Linked DNA regions of Mus musculus: regions 1, 2 and 3 are each linked to region 4. The links are chromatin contacts, called in public Hi-C and promoter capture Hi-C maps. All regions are on one chromosome and are shown on one strand. Each heading gives the region's core, a stretch centred on a gene start, on an enhancer-like site or on the middle of the called end of the contact. The rest is flanking DNA. Distances are from core to core; before and after follow the strand shown. Region 1 holds the start of Cerk (ceramide kinase). Region 2 holds the start of Mcat (malonyl CoA:ACP acyltransferase (mitochondrial)). Region 3 holds the start of Gramd4 (GRAM domain containing 4). Region 4 holds the start of Fam118a (family with sequence similarity 118, member A).

The links. Promoter capture Hi-C pulls out the DNA fragments that hold promoters and counts their contacts. A called contact is a pair of places that touch in the nucleus more often than the background predicts.
Region 1: a promoter capture Hi-C map of pre-B cells shows a contact between it and region 4, with 2.3 times the contacts expected there. The contact joins the promoter of Cerk here to the promoter of Fam118a in region 4. A contact is called at or near these places in 2 of 39 promoter capture datasets (liver and pre-B cells) and 1 of 484 Hi-C or Micro-C datasets (muscle stem cells).
Region 2: a contact with region 4 is called in a promoter capture Hi-C map of embryonic stem cells, with 2.5 times the contacts expected there. The contact joins the promoter of Mcat here to the promoter of Fam118a in region 4. A contact is called at or near these places in 5 of 39 promoter capture datasets (the C10 cell line, embryonic stem cells, liver and 1 more) and 2 of 115 datasets of contacts at active chromatin or transcription factors (bone marrow-derived dendritic cells and embryonic stem cells).
Region 3: a contact with region 4 is called in a Hi-C map of CD8 T cells, with 4 times the contacts expected there. The contact joins the promoter of Gramd4 here to the promoter of Fam118a in region 4. A contact is called at or near these places in 1 of 39 promoter capture datasets (cranial neural crest) and 1 of 484 Hi-C or Micro-C datasets (CD8 T cells).

Annotation. Positions count from the first base shown.
Region 1 is chr15:86,182,926-86,189,468 of GRCm38.p6, forward strand. Cerk (ceramide kinase) reads right to left here and starts at 3,216. Exons shown (of 13, transcript NM_145475.4): 1 at 2,582-3,216. The coding sequence starts at 2,723. It overlaps Gm15569 (predicted gene 15569), which reads left to right and starts at 2,803. Exons shown (of 3, transcript NR_155352.1): 1 at 2,803-2,859; 2 at 3,281-3,316; 3 at 3,727-4,271.
Region 2 is chr15:83,554,335-83,559,973 of GRCm38.p6, forward strand. It overlaps Mcat (malonyl CoA:ACP acyltransferase (mitochondrial)), which reads right to left and starts at 1,377. Exons shown (of 4, transcript NM_001030014.2): 1 at 937-1,377. The coding sequence starts at 1,353.
Region 3 is chr15:86,055,131-86,060,986 of GRCm38.p6, forward strand. Gramd4 (GRAM domain containing 4) reads left to right here and starts at 3,632. Exons shown (of 19, transcript NM_001379572.1): 1 at 3,632-3,831. The coding sequence starts at 3,803. Gm41375 (a long non-coding RNA gene) reads right to left here and starts at 3,486. Exons shown (of 3, transcript XR_875536.2): 1 at 3,262-3,486; 2 at 1,600-1,711.
Region 4 is chr15:85,032,847-85,038,533 of GRCm38.p6, forward strand. It overlaps Fam118a (family with sequence similarity 118, member A), which reads left to right and starts at 4,216. Exons shown (of 9, transcript NM_133750.4): 1 at 4,216-4,398.

The DNA of each region.
Region 1 (6,543 bases), core at 1,966-4,465, 1.1 Mb after region 4:
ACCTGGCCTAGAGTGTGGGCGCCGGAAACCGTGAGAGCAGCTGACCAACTGTGCCAACGCTGACCACAGGCGACTGGTGATGTCCCACCCCACATCTCACAAAAGGAGAGTGGGTCTTGTCCAGTGTCTTCATGGCCTCCCTGACCCAGAGGAGGCAGTGCTCTCCCATGAAGTCAGGTTTGCTCAGCCTCAGCTGAGTCGGTAGAGCTCCACATTTTCGGGGGCCCGTGTCTGTATGAGCCAGAGCAAAGGACTGCAGCTCACACATACTGAGCACCCACCATGCAACAGTATTCTTATCCTAAGCCAGGATTCTAGGCCCTAGAGGCTTACCTGAAATTCAACCCACTAGAGCCGGGCGTGGTGGCACACGCCTTTAATCCCAGCACTCAGGAGGCAGAGGCAGGCGGATTTCTGAGTTCAAGGCCAGCCTGGTCTACAAAGTGAGTTCCAGGACAGCCAGAGCTATACAGAGAAACCCTGTCTCAAAAAAAAAAAAAAAAAAGAAAAAGAAAAAAGAAAAAAGAAATTCAACCCACTCATGCCTAGGCAGCACAGTGGTAATAAAGTCCGAGAACAAGAGAGACATGCCCTGGGAGGTGATGCCAGGGGCACATGGGAAGAACTTCAGGGTAATCAAGTCCCAGGCACTGAGCCACAGAAAGGCACTCTGAAGACAAGGCTGCTTTGACTCCAAGGCTAGAAACCGGGTTGGTGGCGATTGAGTCTGAGGCTACCTTAGCCCTACCTCCCTTCAGCTCAGTCTGCAGAGCCTCAGCACAATACCAGAGTACGTACGGCCCCAACTACCCACACAGCCATTCTGGGTAGAATGAGCGAGGGAATGAATGAGCGAATGAAGGGCAACAGAAATTCAGGGTGTCCTCCAGGGAGTCCTGACTCCCGCCATTCCCACAGGTGCCTGCTCAGGGTGACAGTCACCCAACCTTGCCTACCTCCATCGTCCCCACCTAGACTGGGTCAACTGCCTTCCTTCAACTCTGCTCTGTCTCTCCTCTCTATCCTCCCTGAAGAGATCACCAGGTCTTTGTAATAAATAAATAAATAAATAAATAAATAAATAAATAAATAAATAAATATTCAGCTGGAAACAACCATCCAGGGGCTTCCTTTGATACCCACTATAAAGACCAATGCCCACTTCAGCCTGCCAGACTGAGGGAGTCCTGGACCCTATCCCCCAGCTCTTCCCCACCAACCGTGACCCTGACACTGGATTCTCGAGGTTCCTTATCAGTTCGCCATCAACACTCAGCCCTTCCAGGTTTCCCTGGGCAAGCACCACCCTTATAAAGTGAGGTCTGCACTGGTGAGTGACCACCCCTTTGGGACTCAAGCTTGATGCCCTACCCTCGGAGGTTCAAATTGGGATCCAAGCCCATTAGATGCACTTATCCCCACGCATCCCTCTGTGCCTCCTTAAGTGGAAAAGGCCCCACTCCATCAGCCACTAGGCTAGAATCCCCAGGTCCATCCCCTAGCAGGCTCTCAAGGGAAACTTGCAGGGGATGTTTGCTGTTTGGTGGTAAAGACTGTGCTTAGCAAGCCACAAGCCCTGGATTCTATCATTCCCAGGAGAGAGAGAGAGAGAGAGAGAGAGAGAGAGAGAGAGAGAGAGAGAGAGAATAACAAGTTGGGCTTGGTGGCACACATCTGTAATACTAGTCTGAGGCTGAGCCACATAGGAAAACAGTCTCAAAACAAACAAACAAACACAACAAAATGGAGCAAGGAATTTATGAAACTGAATTCGTCTACAAGGTCGTCTACAAGGCCCCCCAGCCCAGATGTCCACATACAATCTTCTGTAATCCTCCTTTTAAGGAGGACTGAATGACATCTTTAAAATCTCCGCCAATCCGTCGGCCACCAGACAACCTGCAGCAAAGCACCGGGGAGAGTGGCTCTAGTGTCCTTGCACCATTCCCAGTCACTGCGGGTGGGTTGCGTTTTTTCCCCATGCTGGCCTAAGCTACTCCTCTTTCAACCCTGAGGGCGGCTGAGCAGGGTGTACACTCCATCGGAAAGTCAAAGGCCCTTGCTCAACTGCCTAATCGCAGGAAGTCCCTGCCAGGGCCCCTCTGGGCTTCTCCCATAGAGAAACATGTGTATGTACTTGGGTTCACTGTATTGGACGAAGAATATGACCAGAAACCAGTCCTGTCCAGGTGTGCCAGCGCCATCCCGACGGCAGCACCAGCAACAGACCTCCCCCAGGGTCCCGCGGATGCTCCGGGATGGGGGGTGGGGGGCTGTGGACGTCCGCTCTTCCCCTCCCCCTCCAGCACCTCCAGAGGCTTTGTCATCCCAGTTCCAGGAGTATCTGGGCTCTCAGCACCCAGACGGTTCCCCGCCAGAGGCCGCGGAGTACTTAGACCGCCCGGCACCCGGGCTCTGCGTCTCGGATTCCCCGCGCCTCGGTATCCCGGGCGCCTCTCCCCGTGCCCCAGGTCTCCTCCCTCCGAGTTCCGCCCCATCCCAGCCTGCCCGGAGCGCTCGGGCTACGCAGGCCGGGGTGGATGCAGCGCCGGCCCCACCAGCCCGGGATGGCCACACTTACCGGCACCCGGCGCGGAGGGCCCGGGCTCCGGGCTCCGCCACCAGCGTAGCAGAGCCCGCGCGGGCTCCAGGCTGACGGCACAGCGTCGCCGTTTCACCCACAGCACGGAGTGCAGCGGCTCCGCCGCCCCCATTGCCCCCATCGCCGCCGGCGCGGCCTCGTCCGCCGGGCGCGGGGCGCGCGGACACCGGGGGGGGCGCGGGACCGTTAGCGGCCCCTGCAGTCTGCCCGGCGGTGACGCGGGGAGGCGGGAGCGGGAGGCGGCGCTGCGTCACCCGGTACGCAGAGAGGGTGGCGGGGACCCGGGAGGAGGCGACCAGGGTGAGGACAGGAGAAGCTAGACTTGGGGCCAGAGAAGAATCAGAAACAGAGGAGTCTAGGGAGCCTAGGATGAGGAGCAGAAAAGGCCTAGGAAGGAACGGGAGGGAGGGGTCAGAGGAGGGGACTGAGGGACCTGGCTGTGGGGAGGGCGGTCGGAGCGGCCGGGTGCCCTGAAAGACACTAGTCTGTCGCTCTGGCTGCCCCTGGGTCCTGCTGGGTCTGCACGAGCGACGGGGTAGGGAGGGCTGCAAAGGGACGGGCGGAGTCCCAGCAGCGCAGAAATGTTGCCCGGGCGGTCCTGGGCAGGCGATAGGAGGCCGTGGAACTGCTGGTGTGCGCCCAGGAGCGATTTGACCTTGGGCATCCGTCTCTTTTTAGGTCTTGGTCTCCTGGCGGCTAGCAAGAGTCCTGCAGGTTAGTCCCAGTAGGCAAAGGAAGGCTAGGATGGAGAGGACAGGGGTTACCTTCCAGGGGAGTGGAAGCTTCATGTGTGGATGGTTGTGGGTCTACAGCCACCAGAGAGACGGGAGAAGGCGTCTTCTTATCAGTCACCTGACTGTACCCTCCCAAACAGGCCTAGGGAACCGGAGTTGCTGCTCTTGATGCAGCTTAACATGGGACAAGCTGAACATATCCACCTCAGGGAGGTCTTCCTGGACTCCGTCTCCCCCAGCCAAAGCATCCCAAGACACAGCAGGGCAAAATTCAGCACTGCACTCATTGCATATCTACCCATCTTTGTGAAAATTCCATGGGCATGTGGGCTTGTCCCTTACTGGGTCTCCAGTGTCTAAAATGGTCTCTGTGCATAATGTGTTACTCAGATATTGGTTGCGTGATAGCATCTGTTCACATCTGACCAAGGAAGAGTCTCCTCGGAGATGCTAACTGGTCCAAGAGTGCAGGGCTCTGTGGTGTGACAGAGCTAAGCCTCACAGCGGAGTCAGCTTTCAAGAAGACAGGAGAGCCTTCTGCCCTCCCCCTCAGCTCTCCTGCTGTTGCAGACTGGGGTGGAGCTGGCCAAGTCTACCTTGCCTGTGCCTGGTACCAGAGGGCTAAGGTACAGGTCTGATCCTGTCGGTGCCCTGTGTCCATCTGCAGGGCAGGGACAACCATGAATCACTTGCTTCCTGGAAGCCCAGCCCAATGGTAGGCTCCCTGACAGCCCTGGAGTGTTGGTTAGGCCCAGGCAGAATCCTAGCCCCACCCTGGAGCAAGCTGGACCTGACCTAGCTCAGTTGTTAGTTGAAGCAATGGCTGTCCCAGCTCTTTCCTTTCACGGCTATCGGGATGAGGCTTGGGGAATGTGGACATGAAACTTCTTCAGAAACCTCTTGCCATTGCTGATGATGCTGCCTCTGTTACTGGTGAGGGGTTGTGTCGGGCAAGGGCAGCAGGGGCTATTATTATTATTAATTATTATTATTACTATTATTATTATTATTATTTTGAGACAGGGTTTCTCTGGGTAGTCCTGATTGTCCTGGAGCTCACTCTATAGACTCTCAAACTTAAAGATCCACCTCCCTCTGCCTCCCAAGAGCTGAGATTAAAGGTATGAGCCACCACGCCTGGAAATTAATGCAGTGTTTATATGTAAGTGTTTAATACCAAGAGGACTGGACTCCACCTTAGTCCTAGAGGAGTTCCATCCAGGAAGACACAGCCACACGGTCCACAAAATACTAAAGAACCTGAGGAGGGCCACCTGTGTGAATTATAGCTCACTAGTGAGAACCAGGATCCTGCAGTGCCTACCTCGGACTGAAGTGTACCCCCCTCCCCCATTTGAATTCTGAAGCCCCAAGCTTGATGCCATAGATAGTGGCTTATTTGGAGACAGAGCCTTTAAAGAGGTGACTCAATGAGGGCTTTTGGGGGCACGGGGAGGGGGGGCAATAGCTTGGTTCCTGGACAGAGGTTGCCACTTCTTCAAACACACTCATTCACATATGCGCACTTGCACACATATGAACACATGTGTACAAACAAATTAGACCATTAAGGGCCGGGTGTGGTGGCGCATGCCTTTAATCCCAGCACTCGGGAGGCAGAGGCAGGTGGATTTCTGAGTTCGAGGCCAGCCTGGTCTACAAAGTGAGTTCCAGGACAGCCAGGGCTATACAGAGAAACCCTGTCTCAAAAAAACCAAAAAAAAAAAAAAATTAAACCATTAAGGTAGTCTCAATTCAGGTCAACCAGTGTACTTAGTATAGGGGGGATTTGAACACAGATCCAGGGATGTGTACATAGAACACAAACTATGAGAAGCACCTGAGGAATGGCCATCTACAGGCCTCAGGAGACACCAGCCTGATTGGACCCGTGGTGTTGGGCTTCCTGGGTGTTAGAGTGCTGTGGTGACCCTGGCCAGCTGGTGTATTAGCCTGGCAGCCTGGGAGGCCGCAGTGCCAGGACTCACTGGGAACCTCTGCCAGGGGGAGGGCAGTCTAATGAGGGATGTGTTCTGGGAAGCTGAGGTAGACAGGACGGAAAGGCTCGGGCCCTCCAGGCTGGGGACCATAATGAACACAGCACTGGGGGTGGGAGGAAAGGAGGATGCTCTCTCTCCAGTGCAGCTGCCAGGCCCTTGCTGCCTCTGAGTCCCCTGGGGCTCATCCATTGTTGGGTGTGAAAGCAGATGGCAGAACAGCCGACAGAGCCTTGGAAACATCCGCACAGCCTGGATCAGTCCTGGGCTGTGTGGGTCTCTGCACTGGGACTCAGACCCAGATCCATCCCCCTGATGGCTTCCCAAGCTCCCTGGACCACCTCTTACCTGACTGGTATACCCTTCCCTAGCTAGGCCCTGATCCGAACACCTTCTTACATGTCTGTCTGGAAAGTGTCTACCCACTCTCCTTGCCCACAGCCACCTCTTTGTGCTGTTGAGGTCCCCTGGCTGTCGTAGAACTTCAAGCAATACCTGACTACCTTACAGCCAATGATGCCCCAGCCTGTTGTTGGCCTGGTGTATGCACAGCTGCCCCCACCCCCCTCTCCCCGGTTTAGAGGGGCCATATGAACAGGAAGACCAGGGTGTAGGCTCAGCCCCAGCAGCCTGGAGCTCTCATGAGCTACACACTGTCCTGTCCCTTCCCTCCTGTCACAGGTCAAGCTAGGCAATTCAGTTTCTGACCTGATGCTCTAGGTCATACAAATCTGGGATTCCGACCAGCGACCAGCTGTATGCAGCCAGCACCCTCCCTCCTGGGAGCCAGTTTCTCTCTCACACACGGGCTGCCTGGCTCCTGAGATTCTGTCCAGTCCCACATATTGCCACTAAACATGCACATCCCACCGATTGGGTCACCTATTGGGGAGGTAGCACCTTCCACCTTAGTCATTTCTGAGCTCCTCTCCCTCCGGGAGGCTGGGCTCTTGTTTACACTTGGCCTGCCTGCTTATCCTCCCAAGCTTCCTCCCTGATGAAGTCAGCAGGACTAATTGACATCAGAAACTGGAACACTGCTGGGCGGGGCCAGAGGATCTGGCAGGCCATACCCACAGGCTGCCAGGAATGCTGCCCTCTGCCCTCCACCCTCGAGGAAGAGCCTTCCAAACACTAGCTGTCAGAGCTGACTGCCTGGAAGAAATGCCCTAGGCTCAGAAGCCTGGTTGATGTTCGATAGTCAGACTCA
Region 2 (5,639 bases), core at 127-2,626, 1.5 Mb before region 4:
GCTCTTAACCACTGAGCAATCTCTCCAGCCTCTCAAAAATTAAAAAAAAAAAAAAAATTATGTGGGGGCTGGTGAGATGGCTCAGCAGGTAAGAGCACTGACTGTTCTTCTGAAGGCCCTGAGGTCAAATTCCAGCAACCACATGGTGGCTCACAACCACCATTAATGAGATCTGACACCCTCTTCTGGTGTGTCTGAAGACAGCTACAGTGTACTTATTTATAATAATAAATAGATCCTTGGGCCAGAGCGAGCAGGGCCAACTGGAGCCAGCAGAGGTCCTAAATTCAATTTTCAACAACCATATGAAGGCTCACAACCATCTGTACAGCTACAGTGTACTCACATACATTAAATAAATAAATAAATCCTTTTTAAAAAATTTATGTGTGTGGCCAGGTGTGGTGGCACATGCCTTTGGTCTCAGCACTTGGTAGGCAGAGGCAAAAGGATCTCCGCGAGTTTGAGGCCAGTATGGTGTACAAAGCGAGTTCAAGATATACAGGGCTGTTACACAGAAAAACCTTGTCTAGAAAAAAACCAAAATAAAGCAATTTATGTGTTTGAATGTTTTGCCTGTTTATATGTTTTGTGCACATGGTGCACATACCTGATACCCGCAGAGGCCATAAAATAGCATCAGATCCCATGGAACTGGAGTTATGGATGGTTGTGAACCTACCACATGAGTGCTAGGAACCGAACCAAGATCCTCTAGCCCAACGCATTCATCTTTAATGTGATATGTTAACTCGGTGCATTAAGTGTGAAGTGTCTGTGTCGTCTAAGATGCAAACTCCCCTGGAGCAGGGATCCTCATTTTGTGCAGTGCGTCTAGAATACTATCAACGAGGACCAGATTGGGGACCAATAAGAACCAGACTGAGGAACCCTGAGACCCAGAAGGCGGGGTCCGGCGCTCGCTCCTCGGCTCACCGCCGGCTGCAGATGATGTAGCTTCTCCACGGCGGCCAGTGAAGCCACAAAGACGGCGGGCTGGCAATGCACTGTGCGGTCCAGGTCCTCCTGGGGCCCCCGCAGGCACAGCTCCAGCAGATCGTAGCCCAGTACCCGGTGCGCGGCCTCGTAGAGCTGCCGCACACGCGGGAGGTGGAGCAGGCCGCTGCCCATGCCGACCGCCTGGCAGCCCTGGCCGGGGAAGAGCAACACGGAGCACTGTGAAGGTGGCCGCCGCCGCGCCACCGCCTCCTGGGCTCCCTCCTCGGCCACGCTGGAGTCCCGCAGCAGCTCCGCCACGTCCACGGCGTCCGGCGGCGGCTCCCGGAGGCTCGAGGCGGCGCGGCGGCCCCAGGAGCGCCAGGCCCACCCGGCCCGAGCTACCCGAGCGCTCATTGCGACGCGCAGAGCCGGTGGTCGTTATCGCTGCGGCTGAGACGCACTGCGGCTGCGCAGCGGGGCGGTCCTTCCTGTATTTCCTGTCGGGTCATCTAGGCAGCCAGTAAAAAAACGTTCCTATGTTACCTACTCATCTTTACCAGCTCTCAAACTATTTGCAGTTGCATGTCGGTCCTGGAGTGGTCCGTGCGTTTCCTTAAACATCTCCAACCAGGAACCGCAGATAGCTTCCATAGTGAGCCTTCAATAGGTATCTACGTACTAAATTGTGCACCACCGTCCAGTAGACCGTGAAAGTGCTGTGGTTGGCTTGGTTTTGCCCATGATTCTGCCAACCGTACTAAGCAAATAGTTCTTGTTGCCTACAAAGCACAGCGAGGTGTCCAAATCATAATAGGAAGCTAGTAAATCTCCGTGCGGTGGAACCAAGTACAAGTCAGATTCGCTTTTTAAATTCCACAGTTTATAGCCGAGTGGTAGTGGCGCACCTTTAATTCCAGCATTTTGAAGGCAGAGGCAGGCGGATCTGAGTTCGAGGCCAGCATCGTCCACAGAGCAGTTCCAGGACAGCCAGGGCTACTCAGAGAAACCCTATCTCAACAAACAAACAAACAAACACATACACACACACACTCAAACAAACATACACACACACACTCAGAGAAGCTCTGTCTCAATAAATAAATAAATCCTCAGTTTACAAACAAGGAGACAAACGTCGTAAAGATTGTGTACTATATGGTTAGTCACAGAATGGCACTGGAAGTTGTGCTTATGCAGTCTCTGAGAGCTATTGTGAGTCTGGGTCACACTGATCCTTACCTGAGCCCTGCACCCCTTTTCCAGAACTCTGATCTGTTCTCATTTCCTGCCAGTCTCTGCTAAGGTGCCCAGGAAATCCATCCCCGCCCCCACCTCAATACTCACCACAGCCTTTACAATGAGAAGATCTATTTGGAGGTATGTCTCAGTTTGCTCTGGCTGGCATACCAATGCCATAGACTTAAGGGCTTAATAATCGAAATTATATGTCAGAGTTCTTGAGGCTGAAAAGTCCAAGATCAAGCTCAGCACTTGCAGATTCAGTGTCTGGAAAGAATCTGTTTCATGGCTTGCAGATAACTAACTCTTCTGTATCCAAACCCGGGTGCCCTAGCCCTAACTCTGTTAGTATACAGGCAGTTCCACTGGCCTTCACTCAGGGACCTAGCAACTGCTTACCTCATTACCGGCCTTAGCCAGCTGTGCCAGGTGTGTTACAGCCACCCCAGCTCTCTCCGTCTTTGCATTCCCTCTTTGTTCAGAATGTTTCCTCTTTCTCTTTCTGCTCCCCCATCTTTGCCTCCCTGTCTACATGGCGATTTCCCTGGCCTCGTTTTCTGAGACCGGTGAACCTGTTCGAGAGCTGCCCACAATAAACCAGCTTTTATACTTTTAATTGGGCTTGAGTTGGATTATTTCATCAGTGGGGAAAAACTATTAATATCCCCACATGATAGATGGGGGGGGTGTTTTCTAATAAGGGTATTCATCTAATTCATGAAGGTCCCACCTCTACTTAATCACCCTGACCCTCCAGGTGTCCTCTAGATTCCTCTAAATGCCTTCACCCTGGGGATTAAGGCTCAATATAGGAATTTGATGTATCAGAGAGGATGTGCCTCTCAGTACTCCACATCATCAAACATATTTCACTGAGTTTGAAGAAAATCAAATAAGTGTTTCAGGCTTTCAGGCTGTTCAGTCTTGTTTTCTTATTTTATGTTTTCACATGTGTGTGTGTGTGCATGTGTGTGTGTGTGTGTGTGTGTGTGTGTGTGTGAGAGAGAGAGAGAGAGAGAGAGAGAGAGAGAGAGAGAGAGAAATAGGTGGGTAGAACCTCACTATGTAGCCAGCCTAGAACTCACTATGTAGACTAGGCTGGCCTCCAACTCTTGGAGATCTGCCTGCCTCTGCCTCCTGTGTGATGTGGCCAAAGGTGCCCATCACACATGGCTACTTTTTATCTTTTTAAAAAAAGATTTATTGATTTATTGATTGATTGATATGGATACACTGTAGCTGAACATGGTTGTCAGCCTTCATGTGGTTGTTGGTAATTGAATTTTTAGGACCTCTGCTCACTCTGGTTGGCTCTGCTTGCTCCAGATGCACCAGAAGAGGGCGTTAGATCTTATTATGGGTGGTTGTGAGCCACCATGTGGTTGCTGGAAATTGAACTCAGGACCTTCGGAAGAGCAGTCAGTGTTCTTACCCGCTGAGCCATCTTGCCAGCCCTACTTTTTATCTTTAATTATCTGTATATGTGCGGGGGCTTGCAGGCTGTTGGATCCTCTGGATCTGGAGCTATAGGTGGTTTTGAGCCACCTGATGGGAGTGCTGGGAATGGAGCTCAGGTCCTCTGCCAGATCAACAAGCACTCTCAGTTGCTGAGCCATCATTTTCTAGCCTCGAGGTTTTGCTTTGGATAAGGAAAAGGTCATAATCCCACTAGAGCAGATTCACTGTGCAAAACATGACCAGAAAACAGTGCAGGGCTCTTTGGCCTAGGGTCCAGAAATACCCAGCCAAGGACTGTTCTGTTTTCACATTTGTTCCTATGTGTATGCTTGAGTGGAATCTGTGCACATGGCGGTGTGTGCACACATGCATGTGTACATGGATGCAGAGACAAGGAGTCAATATTGATGGTCTTCCTCTATCATTCGCCACCTTACTTTTTTGCAACAGGGTCTCTCACCGAACCTGGCACTCATTGGTTCATCCAGCAGGGCTAGCCAGTGGGTTCCAGAGATGCTCGTGACGCTTCCCCTCAAATGCTAGCATTGCAGGTGCGCTCTCCCACCCCTGGCTATTTACACGGACTCTGGATATCTGAAGTGAGGTCCTCAAACTCGTGCAGCAAATGCTTTACTGACTGCGCTGTCTCCCTGTTCCAAAGGAATCTTTGGAAGATGTAAATTCCTGCCTGACAGTGGCCGTGTATGTCTTTAATCCCAGCACTCAGGAAGCAGAGGCAAGCAGATCTCTGTGAGTTCAAGGCCACCTCTGTTTACAGAGTGATGTGGGATGTAAAACCATGCCAGGAAGTTTGATAAAGTAGAGCAGGTTGAGACCCAGAAACTCTTGGGCACACACCTGAGTGTTAGGTGACTCCCAGCTCTCTGCCAGATTCCCAGCCTGAAACACATGTCACGCTCCTTACATAAGGAAACATGACCTGTGGTCATGTAGGCCCAGAACTGAGTTCTCCATGCCAATGAGGTACCTAGAGGACCAGAGGGCTTAGCCAATAAGCTTCCCTTTCCAGACATTCCTCCCTGCAAAAGGTATTCAATCTCAGGCCTACCCTGAGAAGTGGGCTTGGGCCATTTTTCACCATGAACAACTAATAAACTGTTTAGAACCATGGACTGTCTTTTTCATCAAGATCTGCCATGGGGAGCCATGAAGAAGACCTTTGTCTACAGAGCTGCAGCCTAATCTCCCTTAGAAGGCCTTTCTGTGCTCCCAGCTCCAACTGCCACCCAGACTGCCTCCACCAAGCTAAGGACAATCACTCATGGGACAAGCGGGGGCTCCCTCCACCCCTGGCCCTGGTAGATGCTGTCCCCAGTCCAAGTCCCACCCCTACTCTGTTCTCTGCTCTTCAGAGACTCCTAGTGGCATCTGGATGAATCTGAGAAACCCATGGCCCCGGCCTCGTCACAGGCCTGGGACTCCCAAACCAGCTCCGGACCCCCAAACCAGCTCCGTCTTCCCCACATCTCAGAGCTTTCCCACCCCTGAGCAGTGTCTTGGTGCTTCCCTCCAGGCAGTGCAGTCAAACTCCCCACATTCTGCCTCCCCAGTGGCTGGGCAGTCACAGAGTGAGTTCGAGGATAGCCAAAGGCTACACAGAGAAACCCTGTTTCAAAAAAAAAAATTACAAAAAAAGACATGAATTCCACAGACTGAAAGAAGATAGAAACCCTAGTCACTGATTGTCTTGAAAACAGAAAGAAGATAAGCTGGGTTACCTGTCCTGGCTGGCCCTAGACTCTCTCCAGACATGGAGGAGAAAGCTAAAGAACAGGTGGTGGTTCTTTTGATTCTAGAGGCAGGTGGATCTCTAGTTCAAGGCCAGCCTGGTCTACAGAGTGAGCTCCAGGACAGCCAGGGCTACACAGAGAAACCCTGTCTTGAAACAAACAAACAAACAAACAAACTAACTAACTAACTAACTAACCAACCAGCCAACTAACTAACCAACCAACCAACCAACTAACTAACCCAAAAGCCAG
Region 3 (5,856 bases), core at 2,382-4,881, 1.0 Mb after region 4:
AGTGAGTCCCTCTCCTCTCCTCTCCTCTCCTCTCCTCTCCTCTCCTCTCCTCTCCTCTCCTCTCCTCTCCTCTCCTCTCCTCTCCTCTCCTTTCCCCTCCCCTCCCCTCCCCTCCCCTCCCCTCTCCTCTGACACTCTTCTCTTCTGCTGTGGAAATCAGAAGACAGTGGACACCCAATGTTCCTCAGGTCTCTGACATGAGGCTTTGGGGACCAAGAGGGTCCAGCTGGCCTCAGAGTGTTAACAGGTTCTAGCTACCTTCCTATAGATTCCAGTGAGGCCCAGGGGCTCAGAAGCACCTACTGGTCTGGCTCTGGCCTTTGATAGATATCCCTCTGTATCTAGCTCACTTTGAGCAGAGAAGGTGGGGTCAGTGGATCGCAGTGTGTGCGTGGCCTTTCATATCAGGTGGCTTTTAGGACAGCGGGTGGAAGAGAGATTTCCTTACTGTACAAGGTCAGTTCCTTTTCACCAGGGTGTGGAGTGAGTCTCTGCCTTCTCTGTCTCCACATGGTCATCCCTTTCAGTCTGTGTCCTGATTGTCTTTTGGTAAGAACCAGCCAGATAGCTGGGCAACGGTGACTGACACACGCCTTTGATCCCAACACTTGGGAGGCAGAGGCAGGTGGATCTCCTAGTTCGAGGTCAGTCTGGTCTACAGATTGAGTTCCAGGACAGACAGGGCTACACAGAGGAACCCTGTCTCAAATACTTCCTCCCCACGCAAGAACCACACAAACTAGACTGGAGGTAGCTCATGTGGCCCCATTGGCTTTTCTGGCCTCTGTAAAGACCCTGTCTTCAAATGCAGTCCTGTTCCGAGGTCTGGTATATTAGGACTTCAAATATTCAGATTTGTGAGACACAGTCGGGACCACAATAGCCTTTATCAGTTAATGAGGGGCCATGGTTGTGAGGAGCCTCTGAGTAGGTGGTGGTCATGGTAACCCCAAGTTCTCCTAGGGGTAGTGTCTGTCCAAGTCTGTCTTCTAGAATGTACTTATTGACCAGTTTCATTCTCCACCAGGCAGTGCCTGGGAATGGGTACCCAGTGAATGCTTGTGAGCAGGAGGGGAGGGATTAGAGAAGTCTGGCTCCATTGTGGGGCTCATCCTGGATACTCATGCAAAGAACATTCCTGGGCACCCTCTGGGTTATGCCAGGCTCTGGCTGTTGCGTGTATCTGCTGGTTGTCTTCCTGATGCGGTGATGCTATGGCCTCTGGTGGCTCAGCTTGACCAGAAGCCCCAGCATCTCCCAGGCTCCCTTCCCATCACCATTAACACATGCAGGCTGAACCGGAAACAGCAGAGATGGAGATATGCTACAGGAATAAGGCCAGAGAGGATTCTCCCCTGGGGTCAGGAGCTGAGGGCAGGGCCTGTCTACAGAGGAACAGGAAGCCAGAGAGAGTGACTGGACGTGAGGGGCAGGGCTTCCTGTAACACCTCGCATAGAGCCCTTCTGCAGCTGTGCTGGCTGGCTTCAGGATGTCCTGTGTGATAGTGAGGACCTGCCTGTCATGCCATCCTCATGAGTGCATGTCAGGGACTTACTTTTCTATTGCTTTGATGAGACATTATGACCAAGGTGACTTACAGACAAGTGTCTAATCTGGGACTCCCATGGGTTAGTCCGTTAACTATCACGGCAGGCAACATGGTAGCAGACAGGCAGGCATGGTGCTGGAGCGGTCGCTGGGAGCTTATACCTTGAGACACAGACATGAGGCAGGGAGAAAGTTAACCAGGAATATGGGTTTGTGGAACCTCAAGCACACCAGAAACACACCTCCTCTAGCAAGGCCACACCTTCTAATCCTTCCCAAACAATGTCACCATCTGGGGAACCAAGCATTCAAAATATGAGCCTATGGGGGCCATTTCTCATTCAAACCAACCCACCTTCCATCGAGAGCCTACTCTATAAAGCCAGCTCAGATCATAAAGCCTTTCTGAGGGCAGAGCCCTTCAAAGTAATCACGTGCCACATGGGTGTACTGGGGATTAAGCTTGCAATGCAGGGACTCTGGAGACACACTTTAACTTCAGCAGGGAGGGATCCCTACATGAATGCATCGAACCTCTCCTGGTAGAAGCTGCCCAGCTGAGTTCACAGGAGAAGGGTGGGGAATGACTCCCGAGAACTCTGGCTTCCTGGGAAGCTAGAAACATTTTCTAACTGGGCGACTGGTCAAGGGAGGCTTTGTGGAGCTGAAACTTTGGAGTTAGCTTGGAAGGTTGGGTAGGGCCAGAGTGGAGAGGCTCCCCCCTCCTCCGCGCCCCAGGGAGGATATGGTCTAGGCAATCCTGGAGGCAGGAAAGTAGCACTTGTGCTTGCAGGGGGCGGTGGGGGTGGGGCGACGACCAGAGTCCGGTTTTGCTGTAGGACAGAGAGGAAGCAGGGAAAGCCAGGGGTAGGAGGAACCAGCGAGATTGGTGTGGCATTGGGCTGGGATGCCGCACAAAGGTGACTCAGAGGAGGTTCCTGCCCAAAGTAGCTCTCATCTTGCCAAGACCAAGCCCTGCAGGCAGCTTAGCCTGGCATCTCACACTGCCAGCCAAGAGCCATTGGACAGACCTCATGTTGTGCTACACATGGGCATTGCTTCTCACTCTGCATTCAGAGAGAGAGAGAGCTCACCTACAGGAGCCTCTCTGGATGCCAGCCCCAGACCCTGGGACAAAGGCCTGTCTGGAAGGTAGGCAATGCTGGAGGACAAAAGGGGGCCTGAATCCTGCCCCCACCCACCCCACCCCCCAGAAAGCTTCAGAGTCCTTCAGCATTCCTCAAATCTCCTGGGGTGCTTGAGACATAATAAGGTGGGGGACAGTTCTGGATTGAGAGGGTTGGAGGTGAGGTCGTCAAAGCCCCGCAGTGCAAGCGGGTCATGTGGTCACAGGTCTAATGTGCTGTCTCCACTTGCTGATGCTGAGTTTGCTACAGTCACCCTCGTACCCTACAGTGGACCTCCTAGGTCAGACCCCATACGGTGCTGCAGGTCAGTCCTCCAACCAGGCTAGGGCCTGGGGTTCTGGAGGGTGTGGTCTTTTACCAGGTTCATTAGTTATCTTTCTGGGTCCTTGTCAACCCTGGTTTTTGAAAGGCGAGTCAAAACGGGGGAAGTGACTCCTGGAGGATCTCTTTTCCTTTAAGATAGTACTAGAGCTAAAGTAGGCTTCCTATCGCTACGGTGACATTTAAAGGTATGTGGCATTCCTGGTTAGGTACTGAGTGGGAGAGAAGGGAGGAGTTGCTCACTGCCCTCCAGGTGGAGGTTCCATGTCCTTTTCCCAGTGTGGAGCTGTGCTCTGAGTCCAGCCTGGCGGTGCCAGGACAAGTATTTCTACACCAAGCGCGGGTCTCCATTTGGCAGTAACCGTCAAGCCAGTTCGCCGGGAGAGAGGTGACAGTGGAGTGTATCCTTGTGCTCGGTTGTGCCCGTGGCTGCGACTGGCAGGCGGCCACGCGTGCGCGTGGGCACGCGCGGCGAGGACCCACGTGGGTCACCCAAACAAAGGCGGCGCCGCGTGATCGGGCGCGCGCGCGCGCACACACCGGGCAGGGAGGGCGGGGAGGCGAGGGGGCGGAGCGGGGCGGCGGCTTGCGCAGGCCCGGTCGGGGGGCGCGCAGACTCCGCGCAGCAGGACGTGAGCGCGCGACGCGGCGCCGCCTCCGCGCTCGTGGCCGGCACCCGCGGGGCCGCGTAGTCCCCGCTCCCCGGCGCCGCTGGGCTCCCGGGAGGGCGGCAGGTGCAGCGCGGCCGGGTGGCCGGCCAGGGGGGCGCCGCGGCGGCGGGTGGATGAGAGTTGGCCCCGATCATCCCGCAGGGTAAGCGGCGCGCACGCGGACTCCCACACGGACCTGGGCGACGCTGGCCACGCTCTGTCCTAGCTGCCGGGCCGCGACCCCGTGTGCCCACACTCTCACTCGGTGGCCCACAGCAGCGACCCTCCCTTCGGGGAGCAGCGCGGGCGCGCCCCCGCACACACGCTCCCGGGGCGCGCGTCACGGCCGCCCCTCGCGCGTACCACGGGCGCTGTGCGGGTCAGGGTCCTGGTGGGCGAGAGGCAGACGTCGATGGGACGCAGGGCCCAAACTATGATGTGGGGGAGTCATTAGATGGGTCACCATGCCTAGGCCGCTAGCGGGGGGGTCAGGATGAGGGCACAGCAAATGTCGTCCTACTGACCCACTCTCTTGGTGGTGGGGGAGGACTGAAAAGGAGGAGGGCTGTCCAGGCCGGTGTGGCCCAACAGATGACCCGGGGAAAAGTTGTGGACGCTTGCTCCCTTTCCACACCCTGCTCTCTGTTATATCTTTTCCTTTCATTTGGAATTAGCCTATGGGATTCTGGGGACAGTTGGCACCTGGGCTGGAGCTTAGGCCTATGTGTTTATACAACCGTTAAGGTGGGGTGCTGTGTGGCAGTCCCTAACCTAAGACTTCATCTGTCCAGAGCGGGACCAGCACCTCTGAAGGGTGGAGAGGGACTGACTAGTCTGGATGTTGGTTCCCCTGTGGCCTTCCTACCCGTGGCCAGGGTAAGAAGCAGGCTTCTAGGGCCAGAGGCAGAACCTTGTACTCTTTGGAACTTCCCATTTTCAGAGATAAGAGAGATTCAGTTTGGGGGGACCTTGTTCAGAGTGGGTTCCCTTCCTGCCTTGCCTTGTGTAGATTAGGGACAAAATTAAAGGTGCTGAGTCTTAACGCACTCCCCCCCCCAATCCTCAATTTCGCTGAACCCCAGCCAGGTAGGAGCTTGCTTTAGGGCCAGGTTCAGAAGGAGGGGTCATGGTCCAGGCTCTGTAGGGTTTGAAATAAAGGACAGTTGGAAGTTAGTTTATCTCGGATACCTGTTCTGTGAGATCGGGCAAGGCACTGTCACAAAACCAGCCCTGCCTCAGTTTCCTTATCAGTGGGTGACTAATGACAAGATAAGAGTTAACAAGATGGTGTGGGTTCCACGGCAGCCAGACACACTCTAGGTGAGGAGTCAGGCAAGGCCATCCACCCTGTGCCTCTCAGGTGGCTTAGTGGCCCTGCAGAGATCGGAAGAATCTTCTCTCATTCTGCCCAACCTGTTCCCAGGCCCATTTGGGGATACACAGCCCAGTCCAGTCAGAGTGCTTTATTTAGTATCCCTGACCCGTGCTAGGATGAAGCCACAATATAAAGATGCTCTCTGGGACACCCCAGCTGGGAGTCTCAGTCAACATGCCTGCTCCTCCCTCCTCCCCAAACTGCTTGTGGACTTGGAGCCCCCTGCCTTTGCTGTGGTACTGATTACTGAACTCCCAGGGGTACGGGCTAGGATATCTAGGAGGTTGGATACCCAGGATGGAATTCTTTGTGGACCATCATTTCCCTGCTTTCCTCTGCCATCCTGGCTGATGGTGGTGAACATGGCTGTCCCTGTTGGTTCCGGAGATGTCTGTCTGAGTCCATGCTAGAACTTATGTCCTATAAACTGCCCGAGATAGTCTCAGAGTTGAGGTCTGTTTCCACCCAGCCTGGGCACCTGTTTATCCTGTGCCTCCTCCCCAGGCAGGCAGAGAGGTTTTTGCAGAGGTGTATTCCTTAAGGGAAAACCAGTGGTCTCTCTCTCTCCAAACCTCCTGGTGCCCTCCATTATCGTGGCTCCCCCGGAGTGGCGCCAGCAGACAGCGCAGTCGTCGGTGCCAACAGCCGTGGCCTCCGCTGTCCTCATTCTCTCTGGGCTTCACCTTCACCTTCACCACCTAGAAAGAGGAGAGTCGGACCTGTTTCCTGAATCAACATTTCTGCCTCACAATAGCGAGTGCTCCACACAATGGAAACAGTGTCACCGGAGGCTCTGAGACTTGGCTGTGCTTG
Region 4 (5,687 bases), core at 2,966-5,465:
CCAGGTGCCCGCGTGCCATCTCCAAGTCTTTGGAGAAGCCTGTGTTCAAATATTTACTAAAGTGCATTTCTTTTTTCTTTCTTTTATTTATTTGTTTGTTTGTTTGTTTGTTTGTTTTTCGAGACAGGGTTTCTCTGTATAGCCCTGGCTGTCCTGGAACTCACTCTGTAGACCAGGCTGGCCTTGAACTCAGAAATCTGCCTGCCTCTGCCTCCCGAGTGCTGGGGTTAAAGGCATGTGCCACCATGGATTTCTGAGTTCGAGGACAGCCTGTTTGTTCTACAGAGTGAGTTCCAGGACAGCCAGGACTGCACAGAGAAACCCTGTCTCAAAAAACCCAAAAAAAAAAAAAAAAGGATTGCTAAAGTGCATTTCTTAAATCTTCCACTGCTGTGGGTTGCTGGAGGGCTTTGCATATGCAAAGCGAGCCGCAGCCTTCTTGATTAGTTTCAGTTTGCTTTTACAAATAAAGTCTGAAGGTTTTTAAAAAATTGGACCCTTTACCTCCTTATTATTGAACTGTGAGAGTTCTTTATATATTTTAGATCAGGTCCTTGGTCAGACATACACGTTCCAAGGTTCTGATAGTCTAAGTCTTTCCCCTATGTGATTTATTTTTTTTCTCCCTGGTCTTATTGGCCCCACCACTCCCGTTGGCAGTCATTTTTCCTTGGCTAAACAGTCATTTCGACAAAGGGCGAGTATGGTTTTTCTGTTGTATCCTGAGCTCCTAGCACAGTGGGCACGTGAATACTTATTCAGTACTATTTCATAGCTCTTGGGGGTACAGGAGACCTGGGAGAGGAGGGTCTCAGAGCAGCCTGCTGCAAAGTTTCAGGTCAGCAGTGAGGAGGCCCTATATGAAGTAAAGGTGAGGCAGGCACAGCCATTCGGGGTGAAGTGGGTTAGAGGTTCTTCCAAGCAGCCCTACCGCCAAAGTCATCTTGCATCATCCTTTCTGCTCAGAGGCAGGGAAACCTGGACGACTTTGGGTGTGTGTGGAGCAGGGTGAGGGTCTTTGTTGGTTCCTCTGTCTTTAGTGTTTATGGCTTGCATGCAGGATGACACATACCTGCAAGTGGCTATAGTGCTTGGTATCTATATAGGCTGCGGTAGTGACTCAAGATCTGTTGTTTGCCCCCCTGTACACTGATGCAGGGTCTGTTTGCTGGAGGCATTCCAATTTTATTATAAAGCACCAGCTTCAGCCCGGCAGTGGTGGTGCAGGCCTGTAACCTCCCCTCCCTAGCCTGAAACCAGTTTGCTCAGGTTTCAGTGTTAGAGAGCCTGGGGCAGAGCTTGCTGCCCTATCGTCCTGCCACTCCCACTGCTGCTGCCTGCCACCTAGCTGTTCCGGAGCTATCACGTGTTCACCTGCAACCTTACTCCAAGATGATTTGGCGGGAATCGGGCCCCTTCCCCTGCTTCATAACTGAGTGTCAGAAATAATAAAATTGAACCTTGATCAGACTGCCTGTCTTGGTCCCCCCCCCCCCCGCATGCGCGCGCATACATGCCGCCTAGCCCCCCTCTTCTCTTCCAGGTTTCCAAGATGCCTTTCCAGACTAGAACCTAGGCATGTGAGCCACTGGCTGAACGAAACACAGGCCTTTAATCCCAGCACTTGGGAGGCAGAGGCAGGCAGATTTCTGAGTTCAAAGCCAGCCTGGTCTACAAAGTGAGTTCCAGGACAGCCAGAGCTATACAGAGAAACCCTGTCTCGAAAAACCAAAAATAAATAAATAAATAAATAAAGCATTAGCTTCATCTCTGGTGGGCGTGTGTGGGTGTGAGGGGGTGACAATATGTTGTCGTGGGACACCTGTTGTGTCTTTTCTACCACCCTAGCATTTCTCACTGAGTCTGGCAGTTCTTTCCTTTCTGGTTGTGCAAAGTTCTTTCTGTAGCAAACCAGACAGCAGCACACTGAAGCAGCTTGACTGACCAGTTAAGTCCCTGTGTGTGTGTGTGTGTGTGTGTGTGTGTGTGTGTGTGTATCCATGGCATTACTGTGGAGATCTGAGGACAAACTTCTCTGTGGGTTTGGGTCAGGGTCCGTCTTATGTTGTTCACAATGTCATGAGCCAGACTCGCTGGCTTTGGAGCTTCTGGAATTCCTCGGGTCTTTGCCTCTCATCTCACTGTGGATGTGCCACCATGCCTGACTTTTAGGTGGGCTCTGGGGATTCAAACTCAGGTCTTCATGACTGCATGGCAAATGCTTTACCCACAAGGAGACATCTCCCCATTCCTGACTCTGTTTTCTGAATCTGTGGGGGAAAAAAGTCACAATCCTTACTGCACAGGGTTGCTGTGAGAGTGAAGGAAGAGGTGTCACAGGGAAGTTTAGCACATAGTTTGTGCTTTGTAATCATTACTCTCGCAGACTTCCACAGGCACTTGCATTTCAAACAGACTGACATCTCCTGGGGTAGCCACTGCTGCTTGCCTCCAAGGCCACCTTTGGTATAACAAAGAAAGGAATCTGGTCTGTTGAACTCATGCCATGAAACATATTTTGTGCACACACCTATTCATGAATTTGTTCAGCCTACCTGAATGACGCACTGCAGGAACACACTGGCGGGCGCTACATTATCTACTCAGAATGAACACAGTGGACAGGGATTAAAGCAGTTTTCTGAGACTCCCTGTAAATCAGGGTGATCCTAGTACTGCCAGGCTGGGTAGAAAGTGTTCATCTGTCTCTCTTGGATACAGAGGAGGGCATTGTTTCTAAGGTGTCCCTTTTGTCCCTTCTGTGGGTTTGCCCTTGTAAAGCTGCTTGGCTGAATGGGCAGAGACTTCCGATCTGTGTTGACCTTAGATGGAGAGTTGGGATTACTGAGGCTCTGCCACACTGGATCTTGGAGGGCATCCAGTGTGTGGGTGGTGTGCTGTGGGTTCTAACTCCTCAGCTCCTAGCCTACAGTCTCCTTGAACAACTTCCTTCCTGTAACCCGGGAACTTCTCCAGTGTCACAGGTTCAAGTCTTAGGACCCTTTATGGAAGCAGGAGCTTGTGAACTAAATTGCATCACATGTAAATTGTTCAGTCTAGTAGTGGGAAGCCCAGACCTTTGAAGCCAATGCATGGTTGGTATTGCCAATACAACTTCTCTGGGCTTCCTCCTCTCCTGCTGTTAATTGCAGTAAATGGGGTGCCATCCTCATGGGAGATGTCCTGAGGACTGAAAAAAACATTTTCTCAAAGGCCAGCTACTTAGTAGGTACCCAGACTCAGGTGTTCAAACCACTGTTCTGGGCTCTGGTGCCACAAATTTCAAGCTGGCCAGGTAGTGATTTTGTATACCTTACACCCACAGAGTAGGTGGAACTCTGTGAGCTTGAGGCCAGCCTGTTCTACAGCGCTAGTTCTAGGACAGCCAAAGCCACATAAAACCCTGTCTCAAAAAGAAAAGAACAAAAACCCAGGTTTTATTACACATGCATTTTTCTTATGGGGCTGAAGGGATGCTTACAGCAAACCCATGTAGAAAAAAAGGAGCCAGAGGTAGAGGAAGTCCAAATAACTTGCCTGGGCAGGCCGACCTGGGAAGATGAGGAAGAGGAAATAGGCTTTGATCCATCCCAGCCTTATTTAGAGAAAGGAGAGGTGTCATTGACTTTTAAAGGTCCTCATGCTGAGTGCTCCAGCGCAGAGCCCACCCACGTGTACTCTCGAACGTTCGGGGTGGGCACTGAGTTCACCCGATTAACAGGTGCTGAACCTGGGTACATATGCTCATTAGTCCCTGGATCTAAGCCCAAGCTAGACGTGTCCAAGAGGCACATCGGAAGGGCCAGACGCCTACTCTGACACGTGGTAAGGGAGTCGGTCACTGCGGGGAGGACGTGAAGCATGCTAGGCTGGGGAAGGGCACAGGCTGTACAGCCTGTGGCTTGAGGTAGATGGAGTGAGCCCGGCTGGAAGTGGTTGCCCAAGGGTGGTTCCGGCCGAGCTCAACGCCTTCTGCGTTTCCGCGGGGCTGTCCAGGCGTGCAGATGGGGAAACTGAAGACAAAACAGCGCTGGGAAGACTGGCCGCGAGACATTCAGTCTCTTAAGACCAGGCTCATCGTGGACACGACAGCACAGTCCGTGGGTCCAATCGTAGCTTCTCTTGGGGGCGGGACGCGTCGTGGCCACGCCCCTTCGGGCGGGGCTTCCCGTTGCCGCGGGGCCGTTGATTTCAGGGCGGAACGTTCGCGCGGGCAGTGCGCGCGCGCGGGGGGAAGGCCTTGAGAGAGCGCTGCGGATTCGGCTGGGCAGGCTCGGCGTGGTGCACGCGCAGCGCCATCCGGCGCAGCGCCCGGCGGCTCCACCCAGCCGAAGGGGCGCGACCCGGGTGGGAGGCGGCGAGAGCGCGAGCGACACTGGTGTCTCCGTGGCACGGCAGGTGAGGCGGCGGGTCGGGGCTGGGTGCCAGCGCCTCGCGTCTCCCCAGCCCTCAAAACCCGCCTAGGGTGCCCAGGACCCTAGTGCCCTCTGATGCGCTGGGGACCCTGCCTCCGACATCCCCTGGGCTGCCTGGGTCCGCGGCCACCTGTGGACCTGATTACCTTCCACACCTAGAAAACCTCACCATCCTCCAGATTTCCCTCAGACTCAGCACACAGACCTCGGCGGCTTCAGGGCCCGAGACCGTTATATCTTCTCCAGAAGTCCAACAGATCCCCTCTGGTCCAACTCCAAAGCTTCGGGTCTCCAGGCCCATAGACTCCCATCCTTTCTTGGGTGGAGAGGCCTTCAGACCCACCTATCCCTAGAGACCTTCCTTCCTAGGATCTCCTGCCTCCTGCTCTCTATCTTGAGGTCCACAGAGCTTTTCAGCTTCTACTAGAGTGTTCTTGAGGTTTGTGAATTGTAAATAGGGATAAAAGTAGCACCATCTGATAGGTCAACAGAGGACCACGCATAACCAAAGAGGAGGTGGGATGTGGGGCTTCGCATGTGCGTTTGTTTTCACCGTGCAGTGGAGGCTGGTGTGGGACCGACTCATTGTGGAGAATGGCAGCGCTGGGAGTAACGGGAGTTGGGCAGTCAAAGCTCTTTTAGATTGTGCCCTCAATGTGTGGTAGTTTCTGTTACCACACACAGCCCACCAAAACCAGTCCAGGAAAGTAAAGCTTGATTACAGTGGTCTAATTGATGGGACGAAGGTAAACTAAAGGTCCATCTTTCTGGGATCCTGATTTAAGGGTGGCTGTCTTCCCTGAGGTGGAGGTTTGGGGCCAAATGGTACACATCTTATCATTTTCAGTCCTGGAAATCTCTAGAACAAGGATTATCCTTTCCTCGGGCTATTGTCATTGATAAACAGTCCTTGACTTGCTTGCTACACCGGCAGTCTGGTACCCTGAGGTAAAGCCCCAAGAAAGAACATGGCCTGATGATTGTGAAAGGCAAGGGCCAGGCATTTTTAAAGAGGGAGTGGATACCCTCTGCGGCCCAGTGCTGGGTGCTGGAGGCAGATGACACAGCTCCAGCTGGTAAGGGTTGGGAGGTGGGGATTAGCCAAGTTGGTGGTACTTAAGAGTGCCTTCAAGGCAGCTGGGGCTTGGGGGTTCTAGAGAGTAGCTGGGGTGAGGGAAGGGGATGCAAGAGGTAACAGGGAAGCAGACTCTTAAAGGTTGAGGAGTTCTGAGGATCACACCCAGGCCTTATGTTCACAGGTCAGACTGACTG